Linked DNA regions of Mus musculus: region 2 is linked to region 1. Evidence: chromatin contacts called from public Micro-C data. All regions are on one chromosome and are shown on one strand. The core of a region is the stretch at or near the end of the contact, and the rest is flanking DNA. Distances in the headings are between cores, read along the strand shown. Region 1 overlaps Plxnc1 (plexin C1). Region 2 holds the start of Plxnc1 (plexin C1).

Region 1 (6,939 bases), core at 3,224-5,723:
TATAAAAGGCAACCAGGTTCTAGTCATCAAGAGTAACAGGAGAATGACCTCAAAGACACTCTTCAAAGTAGGTTGGACCCTTAGGGTAAAGCTGCCAGAGAGGTTCCTTAAGGTCCCCAGCATTCATTTGCCAGGCCACTTTGGGACTTTGCTGCTTGTGTTCTGGTTCAGTGTTCCTTGGCCATCCAAGCTATGGCTCAGGCAGGCATAGATACAGCTTGGATTGACATTCTGGAGGGTCAATGTGGTAGACCATGGTAGGTAGCATCTACTTGGTACTAGTTTTATACCTATGCATAGTTCATGGGCTAGGAGCCTATGATAGCCTTCATCTAAAATCAAAAGGCTATCACGGGCAGCCCGGGAGTCCATGCAGAACTTACTACAGGGATAAAGGGAGTGTATGTTGAGAGTATTTACTATAGCGATGTCTAGAAGCTTATGGGAATGGTGTATCTTCTGAGACCTCAGAATTATACTAACACTAAACCCTTCAGCTGCAGGTACCAGACCTAACTTATGACAGCTACTAAATGGACTAAGCCCATCCTAGCATTAGTAGAACTGCCTGAGTGCCTGTGCCAGGATGTGGTCCATGGACTTAAAGGAGGTTATTCTGGAGCCTGAAGAGTTAACGTTCTCCTCCTTCCTGGGCTGTAGATTACATGGAATCAGTTTCTGCACACTTAGTTTTTCTTATGGAATGAGAATGTCTGTCTGCCTGTCTGTCTGTCTGTCTCATCTTTGCATTTTGGGAGCACATACTATATTTACATTCAAAAATCTCAGGGCCGGAGATGAATTTGTCTCTGGATGTATCAGACATAGGTTCTCACCCACAGCCACTTTAGGTGAGAGCCCAGATTTTGAGTTAGTACGGAGCCAACTAAGTCTTTGGGGGCTGTTGAGATAGAATGAATTTTCTGGCCTGGTTTTCATGGGAGAGGGACATGAAGTTTTAGGGTCAGATATGCCATGGTGTGGCTTGAGTATGTCCTTCTCAAAAGCCTGTTCGAAACCTATACTCTGGTCGGTCAGTTTTGAGGGGTGAGGTGGAGATTAATGGGAGATCAAGAGCACCCCACCCCCACCATGAAAGGGAGAAACTAGCAACAGTGAATTCTGTGTCTTTTTTGACATCCTCTTCTCCCAGGGAATGACACAGCCAGAGATGTTTCACCAGAGTCAAGTGCCCAGTCATAACTATCCCAGTTTCTTAAGAAATAAATCTTTATTTTTTTTATAAATATATGAGTCTGGGTCTTCTGCCAAAGCTGCACAGATCCTTGGAAGAGGGGGAGCACATGCCCCAGCATAAGCAATGAACACATACACAAACATACAAAGAACACACACACAAACATACAATGAACACATACACACAAACATACAAAGAACACACACACAAACATACAAAGAACACATACACAAACATACAACAAACACATACACAAACATATAAAGAACACATACACAAACATACAAAGAACACATACACAAACATACAACGAACACATATACAAACACACAAAGAACACATACACAAACATACAACGAACACATACACACCCCTGACATTTTCTCCAGAACACACTTGGGCTAAGATGACTCCAGTTTCCCTCCTATTCAAAATGGCCTGGCAAAGTGGAACGAAAACCAGTTAAGAGATCTAGGAATTTGGCTGACAAGAGAGCTTGCTTGTAATCCTAGCCCTTGGGAGGTGGAGGCAGAAGGATGAGACACTTGAAGCCATCTTTGCCCTCCTACATTGTGATTTTGAGGCCACCTTGGTCTACATGAGACCCTGTGGAGGATGGAGACAGAAACTGGAGAAGGAGAACCTGCCCATCGAGTGGTCAAGTGGCTCATCAATCGCCAAGTGGAATGATATTTTCATGTCATTCCGGGAATGGCTTGAGAATTTATCCATTTGGCCATTTCCTTGATGGGTCCACAAGAATAAGAACGATTTGTTTCAACAGAAATCATCCCAAACCCCCTGGTTTTGTTTACTAAGATGTGGAAGCGCTGAGCTCTGCTCCCCCTCCTTGAGAAATGCGAATGTGTGGGTAATGTGCTGTCGAGATTTTACAATCTGCAATATTTGAGAAGTAATAAGATACTGTTGTTGGTTGACCATCTGGTTATACATACTTGGTGTTGTGGTTTGCTTTTTTATTCTTTCATTTTTATTGTTTTAAACTGGTGAAGGGCAAAGAATGAGAGTTAGAAAAAAATTCAGATTTGGCTTTCTTATACAAACAAAGAATTCATATTTAGATGTGCAACCCAGTTAGTTGTTGTTTCTAGGGGGAGAGTAAATGAACAGTCCAGTATATATGTTCTTTCATTTTCCTTTTCAAAAATAAATAAATAAGTAAACTAACCTTAACTCCTAATTTGATCTTCAGCTCCAAACTTTTGGCTTATGTGAAAATCAGTCTCGTTGCCTGAAAGAGGAGTCAAGCATAAATCAAAGCTCTAGAAAGAAAATTCACCAGCAGAACGGTCCTATAGAGATTTCATATTTCATCCATTCACTCAAAAATATTTATCGAAACCCTAGTATTTGCATCTCGTGCTGGCAGACGCTGAGGGATTTGCTAAAGAAACATCAAGATGTTCTCCCTCCCTTCCAGGGGCTTAGTGCTTTCTCGGGGAGAAATGGCATGGCCATGTGAAACAGTTAAGTTGTAATTCAAGACAGCATATGATTAAATACCAAAATGTGTGGTTCCGACAAGAAATGCTATAGTTCAGAGAAGGGAGTGATAACTTTGTAGCATGACTGGTTTTTCTGCCTACAAATTGGCAAATTGTAGCACTATTTGTATGAAATATTTTACACTTGCTTTTTTGGCAGCCTTAGGCCTTGACTCCCAGTCAGCATTAAGAGCCTGCAAAAATATTTGTACTCCAGTCACTGTAGAATTGGCTTAATTTTTCTCCCCTTCTTTCTCCTATGCAGAGGAAGTGCCTTGGTACAAGCCAGAGGGCCCAGGAGAGACAGGGAGTTTTGAGTCATGAACTTTTTCAGATACAAATAAGGCACCAGCCTTGTCATTCTCTGTACTCCAGAGCTGCCATGCTGGCAAACTCCCTCTGACATTGAGAGAGGTCTAATTTGAACTTAATGTCTGTGACGGACGAGTGAGCCATTATGGGTCAGATAGATTTATGGCCTTGGAGAATCACTAATGAAAATCCCTTTGGTTATGAAGTTGGAGAAGGGCTAACCCAGATGTAGGAAGGGTTGAGACACATATGTGCTCCTGGGGAGCCCAGTTCCCTGGTGGGTGACAAGCTAAGGGGACTTGGGAATGGCGGCTAGAAAAACTTACCAACTTCCCATTCTATATTTGTCATATCCAAATGAGCACAAAACTCAAAGAAAAGCCATAAGACTAAATTGTTAAGAATAAGAGAGAGATGATAGGTAGGGCTTCCAGGGGAGGGAGGGGGACACCAACCCTACCCATAAAACCTTCGACCCTGATTACAAGATATCTGGGGATAAAGATAGAGCAGAGACTGGGGGGATGGCCAACCAGTGGCTGGCCCAACTTGACTCATCCCATGGGCAAAAACCAATTCCTAACACTAGAAATGATGTTCTGCTAAGCTTGCAGACAGAAGCCTAGCATAACTAGCCTCTGAGAGGCTTCACCCAACACGTGATGGAAACAGATAAAGAGACCCATAGCCAAACTTTAGGCAAAGATTGGGGAGTCTTGAGGAAGAGGAAGAGAGAGGTTGGGTTGAGGGAGCTGGAGGGGTCAAGCACACCACAAGAATACATACAGAATAAATTAACCTGGGCCCACGGGAGCTCCCCAGGACTAAGCCACCAACCAAAGAGCATGCAGGGGCTATACCTACGACCCCTATACATATGTAGCAGATGTACAGCTTGGTCTTCATGTGGGTCCCATAACACTCGGAACAAGGACTGACTGTCTCTGACCCTGTTCCCTGCCTTTGGCTCCCTTCACCTTTCAGGGCTGTCTTGTCTGGCCTCAGTGGGAGAGGATGCACCTAGTCCTATTGCAATTTGATGTGCCAGGTTGGGCTGATAGCCATGGAGGCTGAAGGGAAGGGGGAGTTGGGGGAGGGGTGGGAGGGTGGGACTGGGAGAAGAGGAGGGCTGTGATCAGGATGTAAAGTAAAATAAATAATGAAAAAAACAGAGGAAGAAGAAATAAAATCTTTTGAAGTCAATGTATCGTTTGGGCCCTTTCATAACTGTGCTGCCCCTCAGTGATTGCTGTCACCATTTAAATGTGTTGGAATCTCATGAACTAGGAGTTCTTAGTTTTCTTTTAAAACTCCACAGTTGTTTGCTCAGGCTCACCTTCATTTTAATCTTTGCCTGGAAGGGGTGTGGTTTCTCAAGCTACTCCATGTTACTCGTTGGACTGTCTGCATGGTGCTGTGTCACTTGGCGATAGGGTTGCACTTGGTGTTCACTCCCCTCATTGGGTTGGTGGCCCATCTGGGAAGTTAAAAGTGACCCGGAGTGACCCGCGCATCAAGGAAGCCAGTGATTGCAGTGTGAGAGCATCTATTCATCAAAGGACCTGGCCCTGGCCACAGCTTAAGATTTATTTGGGGCATCTCCTGAGCTGGCTGACCTGGGAGAGTGGCCTTGCAAAATATTTTGCTCGTATCTTTTGATATAATTTGGTATCTGTCTAAATAAATGTTCTGGAGCAGATGGTTACAGAATGTCTTATCATATTCTTGGGCAGACTCTGCCCTTGAAATATTTTCATTTAATCATCATGTTGCAAAGCTCAAAACAGTAGCTTTATTATTTCTTTTGAGCACAAAATGAATCTCACTCAATAGGTTGGTATTCTGGTTAATGTATTGCAAGCCTAAAATATATTCAAAATATAAACCTTTTCTGGGCTGGTCTTAAGCGGAATTTCTCCACAGGCACTCTTTATTTTAGAATTCATGGAAGAGTATCCTTCCATTTGAAGTATTTGATGATGTCATCTTGGGTGATAGCCTAGAAGCTGAAGTTCAACATGTTGTCAACATTTGTCCTCTGTCCCTAAACCTGATGAAACACACACACACACACACACACACACACACACACACACACCTCTGCTATTTCTTTGTTGCTTTTCATGAGTTTAATATCAAATCCCTTTTCTCATTCAAAATCAATAGCCTACCATACAAAGTGCTTTGTACTACTGATCATGAGAAAGCTGTAATTAATGTGTGTGTGTGACAATTTATCAGTTGGTGTCTTTTGTTTGTTTTGTTTTATAGGTGCACTTTTCAAGGGGATTGCACACATGCTGGGAGCTTTGAAAACTGGCTGGATATTTCATCAGGACCTAAAAAATGCCCGAAAATTCAGATACTTCGAAGCCTCCGAGAGAGAGTAAGAGGAAATAATTTTATTTGTCTTTATGATATTGTCTTTATGATATGGTACAGCTGCCTTCTGGGTATAAAGAAAATCTTTTCACAATGAAATAGGCTTCATGACAGGACTCCATTCATTCTGTTGGTGAATGGTAAGGGCCTGCCAGATGTTGTCTATCTGCAAAGTGCCAAGGATGCAGTAATAGCCAGGTCATTCGTGGTACAGCCCACCCCCATAGAGGCTGCCATCTTGCTAAGTAAAGATGACCTTTAGGGGTTGAAATCAAAGAGAAGATGCATTTTTTTTATGCAGAAGATATCCAGCTTGATTTTAAAAATAGAGGAACAATAAGCTCAGACTTATAGTTGAGTAGATCCCTGCAATGTGGATCTCAGTGGGATTTTATTTTGATCAGCCAGTCTTAATACCGCTGTCTTCAGTCTTTGAACAACTGCCGGTGCAGGAGTCAAGCAGGAGCATGCACCAAAGGGTGATTGGGTCCCTTGGAAAGCTCCTGACATGGCGTGAAAGAGGGACACAGAGAGCGCATTGGAGCAGAGCCTTCCCTGATGCCCACACCCACCCTGCCTTGAGGGGAATAGAATTCCTTACATGATGCTGTAAGGAGACATTTCCTCCCTAATCATGGCTCTTGTGTTATGAGTAATTGCACAGAGTCCCCGTCAGCAGCCAGTTGACCTGTCGACTGCACTCACTGTGTTCTGTGTGAATGCCACATTAACAAGGAAATGGGCCACTTTCTCTTCTCGCTTTGCCATTTCAAATAGCAAGAACCACGCCACTTAAGATGATTTAACATTTAATAAAGGAAAGCCAGGGCATTTAATGAGTGATAAATAATAAAAGAACCAAGCTTTCAAGTCATGACCGATCAGAACTCATGGATTGAAAGTTACTTGCTATTGTTGCTTCCTGTCACTCTCTGAAGCAAGGGCGAGCTCCAAATCTCCAAACTCCTGCCAGCTCCGTGCCAGGGGGTCAGAATCAGAGTAAGTGAAGTTCAGCCATCCATACACAGGTGTAGTCAAGTTCTTTTCTTACTGATCTGAAGAAACAGCCGGCTTTGATGCTAAGTGCTAGGCAAAAAGCATTAAGATGTTTTGATATCCTCAGGACTCTGATACATGGTTAAGATTATGCAAGGAGTTTTTCTCTTTGTCATTGAAGGAACTGTTAAGGGTGATACTATACCTTAGAATAGAAAGAAAAAAAAAATAGCTTGCTTAAGTGCCGCTTATACAGTTAGCTTACCTATCTAGGGGTGGTATAGCCAAATCACCATTTACATGTCATCTGGAACATTTAAAAAAACCTGTTTCCACTCACTCAGGAGTAGTAGATCACCCCTGTAATCCCAGTGTTCAAGAGGCAAGGGCAGGAGGATCCCTGTGAGTCTGAGGGACCAGCCTGGTCTCCATAATAAGTTTCAGGCCAGCTAGGACTCCATAGTGAGACCCTGCATCAAACAACACAGAGCCAAAAACCTTGCCCACAACCACTCGTTCCCCCACCCTGTGTCCCCACTGTGGCTT
Region 2 (6,524 bases), core at 1,785-4,284, 61 kb before region 1:
CGTGGTAGCAGGTCTGTCTGGAGGACAGATCTGTATCACCTTCTTTTGTTTGGTTTTCAGCCATTTGTGTTACAAGAAGTTCTGAAATGTGTCATAAGGGACACCCAACAAGATGGATGGGTTCAGTCAATTGGTGAGGGATGAGTGAGCTATGGACCCTCCGCCAGATGGGTGTGTCTAAGAGAAGGCCTTTAAAGAAATACAGACCCTATGCCTAAATATTTATATAGAGTTGTTCATATTTCCCACACTTTTCAAATGTGAATGTGCGTCCTGAAGGTGGAGCTTTAGTACAGGAGAAAATTGGGAAGGGGCAAAGACGTTTGCTCAAAATGGGGCAGGACCAGTGAAGAACCTGTTTCCAGGTTTCTTAATCGCCTACATTTTTCATGCCCAAAAGTTAGCATGGATTCGGGTTTCTTCCACTATGGGAGTCTGCACGCAATTAAACAGGAGGAGAGAGAGAAAGCCTGCTTGCCGGAATAGGGCTTATGGTCTCAGCAAACTAAGGAGATGCAGGGACCATCAGAACCCTTTCCACACCTTGCTGGTAATTTTTGTAGGATGTTGTTTCTTCTTTTTCAAAATGCAGCAGCAAAGAATTGAGCAGTGAGCAACGTGCCACACCATGGAGTATGTTTAATCCAAATAGCTTCCAAGATGCTCTGTGACTGACTGTAGCAACTCTGTGGGGTTTAGGGAAATGGCTTGCTTACCAGCGAAGTAAGGCTATCTCCAAAATGGAATTGAATGCTGCTTCTTGGCCCATAACACTGCCACAGCCCATCTGTGAGTCAGCCACAGTGACTATAGGAGACTGATGCATGTATGCCCTATGTTGGAGAGGAATTATTTTGCTATTTATTTATTTATTTATTTATTTATTTATTTATTTATTTATTTTCGGATTTGAGTGATGCAAAAAAAATTCTTAAAATATTCCAAGTGGTGGAGAATGAGTTGAGGGGGGTATTTTTTTTAAGCAAGTAAGCCACTTGATTTGCTTCACTTAAGAGGTCCATATTAACATCAACCTAGACCTACATTCCCTGCTTCTTTTTTCTCTCCTCTACTTTCTGACACTACAGAAGAGGTGACCTCCAGCTAACATCTGAGAGCATCGGCACTGCCCATCAGCAGAGAGAAACAAGGATAGCCAGTCCCCAAAGAGGAGGTTGCACATGGAAAGATGGCCACGGACCATCTTTTAAAAGCCACTGCTGAAGGAATAGTGTGTGTGTGTGTGTGTGTGTGTGTGTGTGTGTGTGTGTGTGTACAGCAGAGAGAATGGAAGTCAAGGCCTGGCTGAGCTACACCCACCCCCTAATACTGTACTGTACATCTAGATTAGACTTTCAAGCTTCTTGCCCAGTTCCTTCTCCTCCCTTCTGCCTTTCGAAGCTCCCATCTCAGCAGCGGGAGGAACAGATCTAAGCAGTTCTGTGGAAGTGTAAAACCTGCAGCAGGTGACCTGTGAGGAAGCTCATTCAGAGCCCCCTTAAAAAACAATACAGATTCCTATCCAGAGCTTGGCTGACTTGGAGCTAAGAAGAGAAGATCACACAGCAACCAGTTGCAGTCCTAGGAAGATCTAGGAAGAATGCAGATCATTTCTTAAGGACCCATACGGGTCTTTAGCTCCCTCTCCATTCACCACAGAGTTGAAGGCACCAAGGCTTGCCTCTGGGAAGCCCACTTCTGAGAAAACATGAGCTTGCCTGCTCCCCAGAGCACAGTGATCTTTCTGTTCCAGAAATTCTCGGTGGCTTGCGAGGTGGGGGAAGGGGGGAGCACCCCAGCTGACAGTTGCTACCTGGATGAAGTGGTGGAGGGAGCCCCTCTAGAAACATAAGAGAGCTCCGGACTCTTGAGATGCGAGCCCTGGCTGCTGAGCCCAATGTACCTTTGCCTTTATTCTCTGGGGAGTGTAGTTTAGTGGCCACAGGTGGCACTGGACTAGCAAGAAACCTGTAAGAGGCTCCGGTGTGAGGTGTGGATTCGAATCTCTGCTGTGCTATTTGCTAACAGCTGTACCCGGGCAGGTTCCATAGCTTCTCCAAGACCTTTCTCAAAAGCCGAGTAGGGTTGATACAAGTCACTAATTAATACTGTTTGTCCCAAGCATCAAGTGAATCAAAATCTACATGGTGCATTTAGAACTATGCCCAGAACGGAGCAAGTTCTCAATAAATGTTAGCTTTTGTCACTAGGGTTAGATAGTGAGCAGAACTTTCTAAGTGCTATATCTGAGAGCCTGGGACTCCGTTGCCAAGGGAGACCAGGGAGCCTTTTCAAATATGAGAGCTCTGGCCCGAGGGATTGTCCACAACGAGAGTGTGGCGCCTTTCTCCTACCTCACTCTGACCGAGGGAAACCCACCCCCGGTCACAGGGGCGTCTTGGTCCCCCTCAGCCGCCTCCCGCTTGGCCCCAGCCCCCTGGCGCATCTCTCAGGCCCCCCTCCCGCCGCTCCACACCTGTCAGCCGCCCTGGCAGCCTCCCAGGGGCTCAAGCCCTGGGCCTCCGCCGCAACCCGTTCGACCCTGGGTCCTGGCTCCGCGAGCCTCGCGTTTGCCCGGGGCTGCTCTCGTAAACAAAACCCGGGCGTTGGAGCAGCCCCGCGGGCTGGGGAGCGCGGGAGCCAGCTCGGTGCGCGGTTCCGGCGCCGGGGGAACCCGGGGCGAGCAAGGGGCGATGGTGGCAGCCGCGGCGGCCGCGGCAGGCGGCTCAGCTTTGTTATGAATAGATGAAAGAGGCCACCTACACAGTAACCCAAATTACGAGACCTCCCTCCTCCCGATCTCACCGAATCAAGAAGGGAGGGGAGATGGGCGTGGAGGGAGGGCGGGCGAGAGGCGGAGGGCGGAGGAGGAAGAGGATGAGGAAGGGGCCAGTTGCATCCCACTTTCACAATGGGAAAGTGAAACGCACAAGCGCACCCAACCTCTCCAGCCCTCCCCGCCCGCCTCGCTCCCCTCCGCCCGTCCCCTCCCTTCCCCTCCGCGCCTCCCCGCGAGCGCCCGCGCCGCACAGAGGAACTCTCCGGCGAAGGCGGACGAGGAGGAAGCGTCTCCGGAGCGCGCAGGGCTTGCCGCCGCGGCACAGGCTGCCGGAGCGAGCCCGCCGCGCGCCGTCCTCCCTGCACTCCTTCCCGGCCGAGCCGCGGGGATGGGGCGGCCGCGGGAGCCCGAGCGCGCGCAGGAGCCGCCGCCGCCGCCACCGCCGCCCGCGTCTCCGTCGCCGCGCGCCTGAGCTGCCCGAGCTGCCGCGCGCCCTGCCCGGGGGCGGCCCCCCTAGCCCCATGGAGGTCTCCCGGAGGAAGACGCCGCCGCGCCCCCCGTACCCCGCCGCACCGTTGCCCCTGATCGCCTATCTGCTGGCGCTGGCAGCGCCCGCCCGGGGCGCGGACGAGCCGGTGTGGCGATCTGAGCAAGCCATCGGAGCCATCGCGGCGAGCCGGGCGGACGGCGTGTTCGTGGCGAGCGGCAGCTGCCTGGACCAGCTGGACTACAGCCTGAAGAACAGGCTCTCTCGCCTATACCGGGACCAAGCGGGCAACTGCACGGAGCCCGTCTCGTTGGCGCCCCCCGCGCGGCCCCGGCCCGGGAGCAGCTTCAGCAAGCTACTGCTGCCCTACCGCGAGGGGGCGACCGGCCTCGAGGGGCTGCTGCTCACCGGCTGGACCTTCGACCGGGGCGCCTGCGAGGTGCGGCCCCTGGGCAACCTGAACCGCAGCTCCCTGCGCAACGGCACCGAGGTGGTGTCATGTCACCCGCAGGGTTCGACGGCTGGTGTGGTGTACCGCGCGAGTGGCACCGACCTCTGGTACCTGGCGGTGGCCGCCACCTATGTGCTGCCGGAGCCGGAGACCGCGAACCGCTGCAACCCCGCAGCATCCGATCGCGACACGGCTATCGCGCTCAAGAACACGGAGGGGCGCAGTCTGGCCACGCAGGAGCTGGGCCGCCTGAAACTGCGCGGTAGTGCGGGCAGCCTGCACTTCGTGGACGCCTTTCTCTGGAACGGCAGTGTCTACTTCCCCTACTATCCCTACAACTACACGAGTGGCGCTGCCACCGGCTGGCCCAGCATGGCGCGCATCGCGCAGAGCACAGAGGTGCTGTTCCAGGGCCAGGCTGCCCTCGACTGCGACCACGGCCACCCTGAGGGCCGCCGCCTACTGCTTTCCTCCAGCCTGGTGGAGGCTGTGGACATCTGGGCCGGCGTGTTCAGCGCGGCCACTGGAGAGGGCCAGGAGAGGCGCTCCCCCGCCACCACGGCTCTCTGCCTCTTCAGGATGAGTGAGATCCAGGCGCACGCCAGGAGCTGCAGCTGGGACTTTCAAGCGACTGAGCACAACTGCGTAAGTCCAGCCCCCGGGGTTCAGATGGAGTCTTGGGTGACACTTACCAAGTCTCAGGTTCACTACACCACCGACTGGCCGAGATTGCAGGCTACTCTAAAGCACAGTCTGGGGTCCCCAAAGGGAGCGTGTAGAAAGGGTGACGGGGTAGCGGGGAGGATTGGAGGGAGGTTCAAAACTCTAGTGGCTGCCTCTCATCTTTTTAGTACAAATGCGGGCGCTTGTTTAGGACTGAGCTCCCCCCAACCCCCCGGGCCCGGGCTATCCTCTGTTCCTAACCGCTTCTCCAGACCAGAGTCTCAGTGGACATGTGGGCTTGACCCTTTGAGCTAACAGTTACTAATGCCCTTACAGAAAAAGCTATCGAACCTAAAAGACTCGCCGCCACACCCCGGCCTTTGTGCCCCCCCCCTCCACCCACCCCACCTTCCAATCTCTGGCTGCAACCTATGTGATGTGGTCTGTAGAGTTGTGGCCTGCTCCGCACTGGTAAATAAATGCTATGGTGCAAAAGCCGCTCGCAGACCGCCCAGCCTGAACCAGCGCGAGGGGGCGGGGCTGTGGCTAGCCAAGGGTGGCTGTGGTCTCAACCTGGTGGAGAGAACCCTAGGAGGCAGCTTATGGTGTACAAAGCCTCGCCCTGAAAAGGAGAACCGGGTGTGTGTGTGGGGGGGGGGGCGGTTTGGAAAGTGTTGGGGTGCTCCAGGCAGTTTCTGGGCTGCAGATTTCCAGACTAGATTGCGGGGCTCTCTGGCACCACCCTTGAGCTGTGCCTAAACCAGGCAAAAGACACAGGTCTTCCCCTCAGGGCTCACAGGGCAGCCACAGCTTGAAATCTCGAGATTGACAGTTCTTTGACCGGAAAATGAAGCGACAGTTCAAGAGGGTCTCGCTGATGGGGATTACGGAGGCTTTGTGTACTTCTGCAGAGGCCTTTGCCCTCCCAAGGCTTCTGGCAAGTAACTCTGCATATGGCTCCTGAGAGTGAAGCCTGCTGAGAGCCTCCTTAATCACTGGACAGGATTCAAAGAGCAGAAACGGAGGGCTACAGGAGTTGCTATTGTTTTGCTGTAAAATGAATCCGAGGAGGAAGGCGGGTGGTAGTGGTGGGGAGTCTTGGAGTGGAGAACTGTTGCATGTACGTTTATTGTGTACCAGGGTGCCTTGAAACATTTCCCCTAAGGTATATTGATATGCGGGTAGAAAGGCACTCCCCTCCCGCCCTGCAAAGCACACCTTACCAAATATTAGTCTTATTATTCATGGAGAAAAAAAAAGGCTTCCGGTCACTCGCTCCTTCTCTGCTAGGGCAAGCACATAGCCATTTAATTTCACTACTAGTATACATTAGCAAATACACAAAGAGCACAGGTTGTACCCCCCCCCCCAATGGTTTAGCCTTGCTGTAAGCATACAACTTAATATTTAATATCTTCCTTTATATATCTTCATAATCTAATCGCTAAAGTTTGGTAAATCACTGCCTTTTTTTTTTTACTTCTCTGTTGAAAGACTTGAAACCTCCCCTGCCCCCCCCCACGCTCCACGCGCCCCCATTTTACTTTAAGTGTTAGGCAGTTTGTCTGTGGGGTTAACAGCAACAGCTCAGAGGCCCACAGCAGGTAACTACCACGGAAGTCCAAGCTTTGCCATCTGACAGCTGTGTCGATGTGCAGAGCCAAAACATTTCTCTTGACTGCATCTACCTAGTGGGTACTGGAGGACTCGGTTTCCTTCCAAACCCAGCATGCATCCTGAATACACTCAAAAGCCAGTTTTTGGCTCAATCAGGTGTTCCTACTTGCATCGGGATGGGGAGGGGCAGGATTAGTCTAGAGCTGTTTATCCTTCTTCCTGAGAGAGAGCTGCCCCTTGGAAATCAAGCAAGGGATAAACACAGGCTGCCAAAAATCTGGAATAGGGGGGAAAATAAATAATTAATTAAACAGGTCCCTGTACAGTGCTTCTTGCTCCTGTTATTTATTGAGAACTCCCAGGGCGCCCAGAGCTGTGTGTTCTGAAAGATGGGGTCTCTACCCTCTGAGCTTGTCATCCAAGTTAAATGATATACTCAGGTTCAAACAATAGCTTTCCTTGGCTGCACAGGTGGGAGCTGGGAGTTTGCCTTTTCTTTCCTTTTCTTTTCTTTTCTTTTCTTTTCT

What was found. Hi-C and Micro-C count contacts between places; a contact is called where the count stands out from the background.
Region 2: a Micro-C map of granulosa cells shows a contact between it and region 1, with 3 times the contacts expected there. The contact joins the promoter of Plxnc1 here to the enhancer-like site in region 1. A contact is called at or near these places in 2 of 39 promoter capture datasets (hippocampal neurons and neutrophils), 11 of 484 Hi-C or Micro-C datasets (B cells, the CH12 cell line, the G1E-ER4 cell line and 7 more), 8 of 115 datasets of contacts at active chromatin or transcription factors (CD8 T cells, PVALB interneurons, bone marrow-derived dendritic cells and 4 more) and 4 of 9 other capture datasets (adipose tissue, embryonic stem cells, liver and 1 more).

Annotation. Positions count from the first base shown.
Region 1 is chr10:94,880,980-94,887,918 of GRCm38.p6, reverse strand. It overlaps Plxnc1 (plexin C1), which reads left to right. Exons shown (of 31, transcript NM_018797.3): 5 at 5,287-5,401. Among named protein-coding and RNA genes, the nearest start is that of Plxnc1, 60 kb to the left of the region's middle. Within about 2 kb of position 4,473, at least 4 of the 459 cell types and tissues checked have an H3K27ac peak or open chromatin away from gene starts, as enhancers often do. A contact at or near this core is called in Sertoli cells and granulosa cells, where this site is marked.
Region 2 is chr10:94,941,355-94,947,878 of GRCm38.p6, reverse strand. Plxnc1 (plexin C1) reads left to right here and starts at 3,034. Exons shown (of 31, transcript NM_018797.3): 1 at 3,034-4,362. The coding sequence starts at 3,301.